2 separate regions of the Hordeum vulgare genome follow, and region 2 is linked to region 1. The links are chromatin contacts, called in public Hi-C maps. All regions are on one chromosome and are shown on one strand. The core of a region is the stretch at or near the end of the contact, and the rest is flanking DNA. Distances in the headings are between cores, read along the strand shown. Region 1 holds the start of LOC123412127 (non-specific lipid-transfer protein 1-like). Region 2 holds the start of LOC123412796.

Region 1 (5,960 bases), core at 982-3,481:
ACAGGACTAAAGACCTTTATGAACCGGACTAATGTTCCTTTTTTTTACTAGGCTGAGAGTAACTCCCATCTCGCCATAAACTTCGGGTGGCATACCGGACCAGTCCATTTTATAGCGTGGGTTCACGCTTGCTCGCTCCCTGGTGAGTTGGCAGCTGCGGTTTTTTTTTTCATTCTTCCGGTTTCCTCTTTTCCAAGGTTTATTTGAATTTTTTTATTTCTGTTTTTATTGTTTTTCATTAGTTTTGTCTATTATTTTTTTTTATTTTTCTTTAATTTTTGTTGTTATTTATTGGTTTTCACTTGTTTTTCTTCTTTGCTTTTCTTTGAGTTACTTCGTTTTTTCTCGGTTTTCTTTGTTTTTTGTGTGTTTCTCTGGTTTTCAACATTTTCATTCTTTTTGATTTGGTTTTCTTTCTTTCTTGTAATTCATTGATTTTCTTTGTTTTTTATTTTTAAGGTATTCATCGGGTTTTTCTTTCTATTTTGTATAGGACATGAACAGTTTTTATACATGATTAATATATGACATACACATGATGCTGCCTTTCACCTTGCAGTAAGCGAGGCATATGCGCACCCCTCAAGATCAAATCCAGGACAACAACTTGTTGGTGGCAAAAATGAAGCAATTGGCTGGCCTACCTGGGTGGGACTCTGTTTTATGTAACTCCATGCTAAGTATTTGCCCAGTTGGAGCTATCCTAAAGAAAGTTGGAGTAATACTACCCTTTTTCTTTGTAAAAGGGGACGCATCTATTAAAAAAATGTTCAGTAGAGATACAAAGCGTCCCTAATATAATAAAAATTATATCAAGGTCCCTAACCAGTAGCCACCGAACAATTACTATCGTCGTCAGAATGAGCGCACCGACGCGTCGATGTCGTCATTCCTCTACCGGTGCCGGTCTAACCTTATCAATGATAGTTGATAAGTCTTTGCGCACGTGCCTCGAAGGACAAGCATCTTAGAGTCATAGTCATCATCATTGAACCATTGAATCAATCCAAAGTACCTGACACGAAATCTCACAATCGAGCACGCACAAGGAGAAACCTAACCTTGCTGCCTCAAGGAGACTGTAGGAACGTTGGAGTTTTGTTGACTCCGACCAGGCGGACATGCTGAAGGAGGATTCGATCTCAAAATACCAACTCGAAGAAGAAGCACTCCCATCCGGTCAAGAGCAACACATTTGAGGATCAAAATACAACTAACCTCAACTGTTTGTTGTAGTTGAGGCACGAGGATTCTCCTCCAGGGTCGACGGAGCGGCACGCAGAGGGAAGGCAAATGCATTCACTAGTGGAGCCTACAGGGGATGAGTTTGTCCTAGCCAACACGGGAAAGGGCGGAAAAGGAAACAAAGTAATAGCATATCTCGTCTTACTCAAAAATAATAATATAGTAGCCCTGCCATTATAAGTGGACTTCTCAAAAACTAAATTGGGAGTTATACTAATAACACATCCCGTAAAGGAAAGTGTCCTTCTGCTCCCGAGCTCAAATGAGCTCGGTGAACAGTAAAATCCAGAATATCAAAAATAATTTTAAAAAAATTGATTTTATTTTGTGAACAACATTGACAAATGTTCTAAGTGAGTGAAAAAAGTAGGGTTGAAATAACATTTCTATAAGGCGTGATAAAAAAAATGATACTCTGAAAATGCCAAATATTTGCATGTACTTCAAAATTTTGTCAATGTTGTTTTTAAAAAAATCAGTTTTTTTTTTTGAATTTTACTGTTCATCAAGCTCAAATGAACTCTGGAGCAGAAACTCTGCATTCCTAAAGGAAAGTGCTACAACGCTCATAAAGTTATTGGGGCCACCCTTTCCTCCCAATTTTTGAGGATATTTTTAGTGCTCACAATCCGTATCCCATCCACATACTTTTGGCGGGAGGAACATGCCATCCTTGGGAAGAATGTAGACGATCGATCCCTAGTATTTTGAGGTATTTTTTTTTTATTTTCATGAGGCGTTTGTCCTCTCAGTTTGGTTAGAAAATTTGAGTTTATATTCAGAGAGGAAAAACGTACGATCAAATCTTTGCGTTCCAAACGAAGAAGAAAATCACAGCCTAAAAACTACTGCAATTCCATAATATCCAGCGCCGCTCGTTGCGCCGATCCAGCACAAGAGAGAAACGTTCCCATCTCCGCCCGATCACATTCCCTATAAATACCCTGCGCACGTCGACACGCAGCGCCCGTCGTCTCGTAGTCGTAGTCGTATCCTACAAGTGCAGCGCAACCACCATGACGCCTACCCGCCACCTCGCAGCGCTGGCCGCCGCCGCCGCGCTACTCTTCATGCTCGGCGGCCTGCTGGTCGCCGAGGCGGGGGCGGCGGACAACGACTGCGCCGTCGCACAGACGGCCTTCGGCGACTGCGCCGGGTACGTCGCCGGCGTGGAGAACAAGCTCTCGCCGCGCTGCTGCAGGGCGCTCGCCGACATCAGGGACATGGCGCCGACCTTCGTCCGGCAGCGCGCCCTCTGCGCGTGCATCCACAAGGAGATGGTCGCCGCCGGCAAGGTGGTCACCCGCCGCGCCGCCGCGCTCCCCGGCAGGTGCGGCGTCCGTATCTCCTTCCTCCCGACCACCCACAACTTCGACTGCTCCCGGTACGTACAGAGCTCCAAACTTTGTTCATGCGTGATGCTTCAGTAATCCTGTTCATGTTTCGTTTTCCGAAAAGTGAATGGAACAGATTAAAAAAAAAATGCTTGGCGCCTTTGCAGGATTCCGCGAGCCGATTGACGTATCGGCTTAATCATGGCGCCTAACAAAGAGCATCGAATAAGATGACTTGCAAGACTTGTGGTGGACCGATTTATGTTTCCTTTTTTTTTTCCACAAAGAGTAAGCAGTTGAATAATCTATCCAGCTTGCAACGATGTTTGTAATAAAGATCATCGCAAGTAGGACCTTTTACTCTGGAAAACAATGTTTACAAACTTAGTCCGGGTGTAACCGGTATCTTGTCCATATTAATATGTTATATAACATCCATCGTAAAATTCTAGAAAATCGGTATTAGCTCCCACTCGAGCAATTTTCGGAAGCAAATCATTTGCGCCCTGTCATACACATTCGAGGATACTGTTAAGAAGTCTCTTTCCCTACTTGACTCGTGATTGACGGCAACTTAACTTGGCAGATTTGCTTTCGTTGAATATGACTTCAACGTTAATGCAATCGCCAGGTACAGCTCCGGAAGTCCAAAACGCTACATACTGATTGCCATTAAATAAGCGCTCGTGCTAATTCTTATTCTATGAACAGAAAATGTGGCGTTATTTGCAGCTTTGTCCTTCGCTAATCATGTCCGGAGAAACTGTCAATGTTTCACTGTTGCATGCATGTCGATGTCGGAAGCAGCGAACAGTTGGTTCACATCCCGATATGAGCCTCGAAATATTTATGCTATGTGCAGCCCACATCATGCCTAGGTTTTTTTGCTTGAGAGTCAGGAGCTGGGCCTGGAGCCTATGACTCCTCCTATTTAGGCTATGTACAGTCTACTTGGGCCGGGCCATTACAGTGCGCACAGGAGCGAGGGTTAAAAACGGCAAACAAAGTTGGCGATACCAGGGATACGAACCTGCCAAGGCGCACTGATTTGCGCACGAGGAAAGCCATCACGACCAAAGTGCAATTGTGGCAGATATGCATCACCAAACTAAAGGAATTGTAGAAGTATCAGAACTAAATATCCATGAATAAATCACGATATTTTTGAAATTTCCAGAAATAATAAACTTATTTTGAAATATCCTACCTTAATTAAAAACGAACAACATTGCAAATCTCAAACAATTTTTTAAAGCACGCACAATTTCTTACAAATTTAACATTTCTGAAAAAACAAACAAATTATGAAAATCGTGAACCTTTTTCAGAAGTTTCAGAATTTTTTCTGAGATCACGAACATACTTAAGTTTTAAGAAATGGAAAATATGAACACTTTTGACATTCAGAACAGAAAAGTTCAAACAGAACATTTCTTAATGCAAACAAAATTCTATTGTACGATTTTCTGGAAATGGAAAAAAACTTTGAAATATGGGAATATTTGTTGAAATTGCGAACAAAATGTTCGAACACGAAAAAAATTTAAAGCATTAACATTTTTCTGAAATGGTCAACGAATTTTGAAAAGGAGAACAATTTTGGTAATTCCTGAACATACTTGAAACACAAATACTTCCCTGAAAATCTGATCAAATTTGAAAATCTCGAACAATTTTTGAAATTCCTAAACTTTTTCAAAACATGAATAATTTTTTAAATCATCGACAGATTTTCAAAATGAGAACTTTTTAAACCGCTTGAACATTTTTTGAAACACCTAAGAAATTTTGAAAATTGAAAACATTCGGTTTTTCAAATTTGTGCATTTTTTGAAGTAATTGCGAACATATTTTGAATTTGTGAGCAAAATTTAAAAAATGGGGAACTGTTTTCAACTTCTCAATATTTTTAGAAACCCAAACAAAAATTACAAAAATGAAACACATTCTCGAACGTGCGAATGTCTTATGAAATTATGCACAAAATTGAAATGTGAACTATTTTAAACCCCAAACAAAAGCTGGAAAAGTCAAACATTTTTTCAAATAGGCAATGAATTTTTGAAAACCTTGAAGCTTTTTAAAATTTGTGAGAAGTCTTTTTAATAGTTACATATTTCGAAATTCTGAAGAATATTTGAAATTTCTGAACACTATACAAATTCAGGTATAAAATTTGTAAACGAGAACATTTGTGTAAAAATAGACAAAAAACAATGATAATTTCAAAAAAATTGAACATTTTGAAAAACAAAAACATCTTTAAATAAAGAAAATAAACTTACAAAGGAATAAAGGAATAAACTTAAAATATCAAAAACATTACAATTTTTGTAACCGTGAATGTTTTTTGAAATCTGAACAATATTTAAAAACACGCACATTTTTTAAACAATTCGTTGCTTATTTATAAACGTTTAATAAGGAAGAATAAATTTAGAAAACAAATAAAATAGAAATAGGAAAGGGAAGAACAGAACAGAAAAGGAGAAACAGAAAAAAACGAAAAAGGAAAGGAAAATAAAAAAGAAAAAGGAATGGAAAAGGAAAAGGAAAAAAGTAAAATGAATGAAACCCAAAACTGAAAAAGAAACGGACACAGAAATAAACGAATCAGGAAACTTCTAGATAATTCCTAAAAGCGGGAGAACTAGCTGAAACATTCTAGAACGTTCCAAAAACCAGAATCGATGCAATGCACGCCTCAGTTTTAAATGAGCTGGCCCGTCAGAGTCGATGGATGTGTGGCCTCCCGAGTATTTGACACAAAATTTGTCAAATAAGAAATTCCCTCATATTTCGTAGGTTGCGCACGGACTATTGGGCGCGCGTACCTGGGTGCTGAGGCTGGGCTGACCCTCTCTGGTACCAGTTATTCTTTTGTTCTCTTTTCGTTTTTGTTTTTGCGAAACACTAGTAAGATTAGGGGATGGGAGGTTAGCTAAGCACATATAAATAAATTCTGCTTTTTAAAATGATTTATCTCTTTGACCGAGCATCTAAATTATGAATCATTTTCATTGTTGTGTTCACGTTGTCGAGTATTCGAAACTAGATCGTATGTTGATAGGTTTTGATGTACTTTTTTTTTACATAACATGAGTCATCAAAAATGTTACAAACTTATACTCCATACGGTAACAGACTTGTGCATCATGCTTTGATGTATTTGTACTCCCACACTGGTAGTCTGCTCATGTGTAATGCAACACGTACTCCCCACGTAATACAACTTGTACCCCCATCCTCCCTGCTACACAACTTGTACTCCATGCATATTCCAACATGTACTCTTTGTGCAGTTCATCTGCACTCCAACTATACAACATATACTGCATCAGCGGTCCAAAATGTACTCCATTACGCAGCATACTTGTCCTT
Region 2 (5,960 bases), core at 1,095-3,594, 260 kb before region 1:
GAAAAGTTCTGAAATTTAAAATGTTAACACAATGTAAAAAAAACAGCTAGCTTAATTCATAAAAATGTTGATAGTATCAAGAAAATTGCGACATTTAAAACACTTTAACGCATTTCATATAATCTGCGTGACATTATAAAAAAATGTTAGTCAGGTATTGCAAATGTTAAATATGTACAAAAAATGTAGAAAACTATATGAAAAAACAGAAATAAAAAGCACATATTTTTACAGAGTATTTAGAAAAAGCTAAACCAGCATAATATTTTTCATTATTTATATAAAATATGTACGTTATGTATATACAAAAGTTCACGGGTTCCGGTAAAAATGTATGTGACGTTACAAAATTTGCTAATCATGTATTTCGAAAATGTTAAACATGTAGAAAATGATATTCTTCATTTATAAAAAGAATTGACAAATGTGTATAAAAAAGTACATATAGAAAACTTATATTTGCAAAAAGGAAAATCATGTAATTGAAAAATGTTACACCTGTAAAGAAAACGTTCCTTAAGAATATAAGAATGTAATCCTTATACGAAAAAGTTAGAGATTAAAATATATATTTCAGAAATGTTAAAAATGTATTAATGTATTATTAAAATTTTGATATAATATTTTTTGGCTTTTGCTACAACCAGTTACGAGAATTGTTACAACCATCCACCTTGACGATGCGTCCCGCGATGGCAACGGTGACAATATTGTTTCAACTATTGTCGGATTGTGATACAATCGGCGACGGAAATCGCTATAGCCATTCAGGTCGATGACTCGTGGCCACCATTCATGGAAAATCAGAAAAAGTTACGCCGGTTACCGCGGAAGCTACAACCGTGACCATGCTGAAATAGACGTTGGGGGACATTGCACCTTGCGATCGGCCGATGCCGCGAATGAAGCATGAGGAGGAGGAGATGAGGCGGGCGGCATTCCTACTTGCTACAATAGGGAGGGTCGCGACAAACGAGCGGCGGCCTTAAGTCGCATATGGTGCTATGATGCAGGAGGTGTGATGAACAGCGTTGAAGATGAGGGAAGCAGGAGACTGCTGCCCTCACTGGAAACGCACACGTGATGGCCGGAGGGCATGGGCGCTTGCATCGTTCGGGGCCACAGACTCGAGGATTTTTTTCGTGTGTTGACCAAACGAGGGAAGATCGTGATTGGGAAAGGAAGCATCCATAAGCTAGGGGAGCGAGATTAGAGGGCTTACGCGTGACTAGCTGGGCTTTTCGCTCGGTCGGCCGGCGCCTAGCACGATCCTTTTTATAAGGGTCCAATGGAGCCCCTTTTCTACCAATCCAATGGAGGTTTTTTAGGGAGTCGAATGGAACCATGTCTCGCTCTCTCAGAATCAATAAGAGAGACACAACCTTTTTTGAAGACAAGCGAGACATACCTAGGAGCAACCATCTAAGGAGCGCTCCTTCGAGGGCCTTCCAAGGGTCATGGTGCGTTCTTAGTCATCGTCATGTGTCGCCTTATGGGAGCTTCCTTCAAATTTATATATTTTTTAATTTTTGCTCCTGTTTTTGGCTTTTCAGATGGGTTTTTTGTATTTTGTCGGTGTTTTGATTTTTCATAGGACTTTCTTAGCTTTTGTACAAACAAAAAATTAAAAATTGCGTGAGAAATACATTTTTGTTCTCGAGAGTCATGGTTTTGGTTCTGTAGGAGGCACGGGCATGCCTCTCGAAACAAAAAAAAAAGTTTTCTTTCTTTTTTCTTTCTCGAGAAGCATAAGTTTGCTTTAGCAGGAGACACAGATTTGCTTCCGTGAGAGGCACGAACGTGCCTCACGAAAACGAATAAACACATTTGTTTTCTTTCTCGAGAAGCACAATTTTGCTTCCATGCCTCTCGCGAAAATAAAAAAATGCATTTTTTCCGGAAGACGCGGATTTGCTTCTGCAAGAGGCATGGCCGTGTCTCTTTCGAAAACGAAAAAAACTCAAGAGGAACATTTTTTCGTTTGATTTTTTTTCTGAAAAAGAAAGTTAGTCAAAACCTATCAACATGACATCTATTTTTCAATATCTCGAAGCCAGAAATTCAATGGTGAAAACGATTCAAGATTTGAAAGCACAATCTATGAGATAAAATGTTTAGAAGTAATAAATCTATGAAATAAATAAAATTTGCAGGTTATAATAAGTAACACGGATGCAGTACGCCAACCTGAAAATATGGGAGGGACCTTTGAATAAAAAACTCTACCATTAGTGATTTCGAGCATACCTGAGCCAGTACAATCTCTACCTGGGCCGAACTGGTGTATGCACGAGGCCAGCCCGTACGCGACGTGGCCAGCGTGGGCACCGCGCACGGGCGCACCGCCCCCGAGCGCACGAGCCGTCTTCTGACCCGGCGAGCACACGCCGCGATCTCGACTCAAGCAACGCAGGCCAGACCAAAACCATGGCGGCCAACCACCACCTCCGCCGGCTCGCCTCCGCGTCCGCCCCCGCTCTCTCCCGCCTCTCCAAGCCGGCCCCCTCGCCGCTCCTCCGCTCCGCGTTCTCCAGCTCCGCCTCCCCCGCGGATCAGCCGCCGGCCGCTGCGGCCCAGAAGGGCGAAGCCCAGAGCGCCGTGAAGGAGGCAGACGAGGCGCAGGGCGGTGGTGGTTCCGGCGCCACGAAGGCTGCGGAGGAGGATGACGGCGGCCTGGACATAAACGAGGCCACGGGCGAGATCGGCGGCCCGCGCGGGCCCGAGCCCACCCGCTACGGCGACTGGGAGCGCGGCGGCCGCTGCTCCGATTTCTGAGGGTAAGCTTTCTCCTGGATCCCTGCTACTTTGTACTCGTAAGGATGGCATGGCGGTGGTCGTGTGTCCATGTTACTCTGTTTGGGGAATAAGTTCAGACATCTGGCTCTTGTACTGAACAACGGTTCTTAAGTTTCAGAGTACTATACCATCTTCGCATGTAATCTTGTAAGGTTCTCTGCATGAAATTGATCTGGAAGGAGATGAAGTGGGAACTTGGATTGGAGTGACTGCTGGCTGTATCTTGAATTAGGCATGCTTTCAGTCAGAGTGTAGCGACTCGAGGATGAACTCTGAGTAGGGAACATTATATGATGGCGAGTTGATGTTAGAGATTGAGAGCAGTCATCTCGTAGGATTGGGGTTGCAGTGAAATGCATTTTGTTTAGCATGAACCACCCTTTCTATATAGGACAATTGAATATGAAACGGCGGTAGCCTGAAACTTCTGTTTTTGAAGAACAACCTTGACCCATCTTTTTTTGAAGAACAACCCCAAGCCAACTTTTTTCAGAACAACCTTGAGCCGTCTTTTATCCCAGGTCAACATTGAGCCATCCTATTAAAAGAAAACATTTCCAGTACAGTTGTATTGAAGCTACCTAGGGGTAGCATGTGCCGAAGGATGTAGGATTCTGCCATGCTTGCAAGGTTTTCTAAAAGGGAAATGGCATGGTCATATTTTTGGTTTCCCCTTATCTGTTTTCCCTGAGTGCTGCTTGACCATATCAATTTTGGTCTCCTCTGTTCAGAATTTCTTCTTCTATTAAACTAGCTAATCGAGTTAGTTCATTCTTAATAACTTTTGATTGCACCATAGTTTGGCTTGTCTGGTTTAGCTCATTTTTGTACTTATTCTAGATTGCGGGTAGCTCATGAGAATGGCGTTTTGGCACCCGGCCTCCATGGAGGCTGGAATTTTTGAAAAAAATACAAAATTCGAAATTTTTGGTTTTTAAAAGTCTAAAAAAAACTGTACAACTAAACAAGGGTGTGATTCGTGTGTGTGTGTGAAATTTCAGGCCGAAATACTTTGGAACGCAACCTGTACAAAAAAGACAAATTCATGGTCCGGAAGGATGAATACTATCATGCGTTAAAATGCCTTAGATTTGTCTTTTTGCATAGCCCTCATTTGAACGTACTCCCTCTGTTCCTAAATATAAGTCTTTAAAAAAGTTTCATTACTGGACTACATACGGATGTATATAGACATACTTTAGAATGTAGATTCACTCATTTTGCTCCGTATGTAGACTACTAGTAAAATATCTTAAAAGACTTATATTTAGGAACGGAGGGAGTATTTATTTCTAAAAATTTAAACACTTATGCATTATACTTTCATCTATGTATTTTTTTTCAGAATTTTTTGAAATATTAAAATATGAATAAAAGCCCTCAGTGTGCTTCTGCATGTCCAACATTTCACATGATACAACACGGTGGCAGAAAAAGGACAATCCGTCCGGATGTACGTAATAGTTTCCGGTGCCCCAGGACACACCTGACATCCCTCGAATGGCCAGCATCTGCCATGAGCCACGCCACGCGAAGTGCTCATTTGGGCCTAGCATGTGCCATCTATCTTTGCAGGGAAGAATATTTGATCTCAGCTTGGTTTCCACCCTAGTTTTTCCTTCCCTACCGGTCTATTTTAATGTTTCCTAAACCAAATGAAATGGAAGTTGTAGTTTAGTCCTCCCAAGTCGTCGTCTCCATCTCCATCATTTGCATCTCGACTTCCCTCCAAATATCTGGAGAAAGAAGCATACAAAAGACTAAACATGCATAAGCTACAATAAACCTCAAAGGTTGCTCAAGCCGTTGCTTTGTCGTCATACTGTTGGAAAAGAATACCAAGAGAACACTGGGATAAAACTGGAAAATCATACACTAAAATAGAACTAGCACCAACGGCAAGACAAACCAAGGCACCTCAGCAATCTACGTTTGTGCTCTCCTAGATTTCGTCTGGAATAAACCGTTGGATCAAGCATCATTCAGGAAGGCCTTGTACAATGCAAGATGCTTAGGGAAAATGTTTAGAGAAATAAATCAGGTTTTTTAAACATCGGTATTTATTTATCCAGGATAGACGTTTAGTTAGGCGTCTCTTCCGTAGAAATAAGCACCATGCTTCAGAAAAATCCAGTTTATTTTTCTAAACACCTCCTTAAACATCTAGCATTATACAAGGCCTGAGACAAGTGCAGAGCAGGGAAGCTTTTATTTTGGGCAATGTTGCCTCCATGGCTCCATCACTAGAGCACCACAGCACACATGAACTGCACACTGAGCGCCGCCTTGCCTTATATTGTCTCGAGCCTCGACAGTCGATCGTCGGGTAAGGAATCCCCTGCCGCCACCTGAGTGTAACTCCGCGCCATTGCAACCGTCGGCGTACTTCTTGAAGAAAGCGTGCGAGTTTGTGTCTGCCTACTTCCACTTGCCCCGGCGTACTTCTTGAAGTAAGTCAGTACTTCACCACGGCTTGACCCGCAACTGTCAGGGTGATGGGTTCCACCGCACACTTCTACTCGAGCAGTCGGTTGGCCAACAATGAACGAGGAAGTAGGGTACATTTTGGAAAGGGGAATACATTAATATCATGAAGATATCAATTGCACTCAAATCTCTGCATCAACAAGTTATCTCAAAGACATCTAGGATATACACAGTCTGAAAAGAAAAGAAAAAAGAAAGACATCATCACAGTGAGCAACTCCTTTCAGCAGCAGCACATAAACCACTACCAAAGACAACACCCGAAAAACATAAAATGGTCTGCAAAAACGCCATCTTCAAGAAGGAAACATTGAAGAAACGTCGTCGTCGCCCGATCCAAGATCTTATGTTCTCACCATAAAGAAAGTTCGAGCTCTCAAAACAATACCTTCAGCAAGACACTTGCCATGCACAACCAATGAAGGCCAGACCTCAGACTTTCACCATGAAAGTCACGACTCGGCACCCGAGTGGCATCCCAAAAACGAAATCCTCCAGTGTTCTCGCTCCCACTTATCACTGCTGCTTCTATCAAACACCTGTCTGACCCCATCGTTTTCAAGCATCCCTTCGTCTTATTGATCCTCCGATCCCAGCCACTTGGACTTTCTCCACCGCTGTCCATGTCATGAAAATCCAGAGACTGATATGTTTCATGGTGTCAAGAAACAAACAGA

The links. A called contact is a pair of places that touch in the nucleus more often than the background predicts.
Region 2: a contact with region 1 is called in a Hi-C map of leaf, with 2.6 times the contacts expected there. The contact joins the promoter of LOC123412796 here to the promoter of LOC123412127 in region 1. A contact is called at or near these places in 2 of 6 Hi-C or Micro-C datasets (leaf and seedling) and 1 of 1 datasets of contacts at active chromatin or transcription factors (embryo).

The regions. Positions count from the first base shown.
Region 1 is chr7H:41,830,878-41,836,837 of MorexV3_pseudomolecules_assembly, reverse strand. It overlaps LOC123412127 (non-specific lipid-transfer protein 1-like), which reads left to right and starts at 2,231. Exons shown (of 2, transcript XM_045105074.1): 1 at 2,231-2,629; 2 at 2,747-3,069. The coding sequence starts at 2,262. The coding sequence ends at 2,765.
Region 2 is chr7H:42,093,490-42,099,449 of MorexV3_pseudomolecules_assembly, reverse strand. LOC123412796 reads left to right here and starts at 2,344. Exons shown (of 1, transcript XM_045105739.1): 1 at 2,344-2,919. The coding sequence starts at 2,428. The coding sequence ends at 2,775.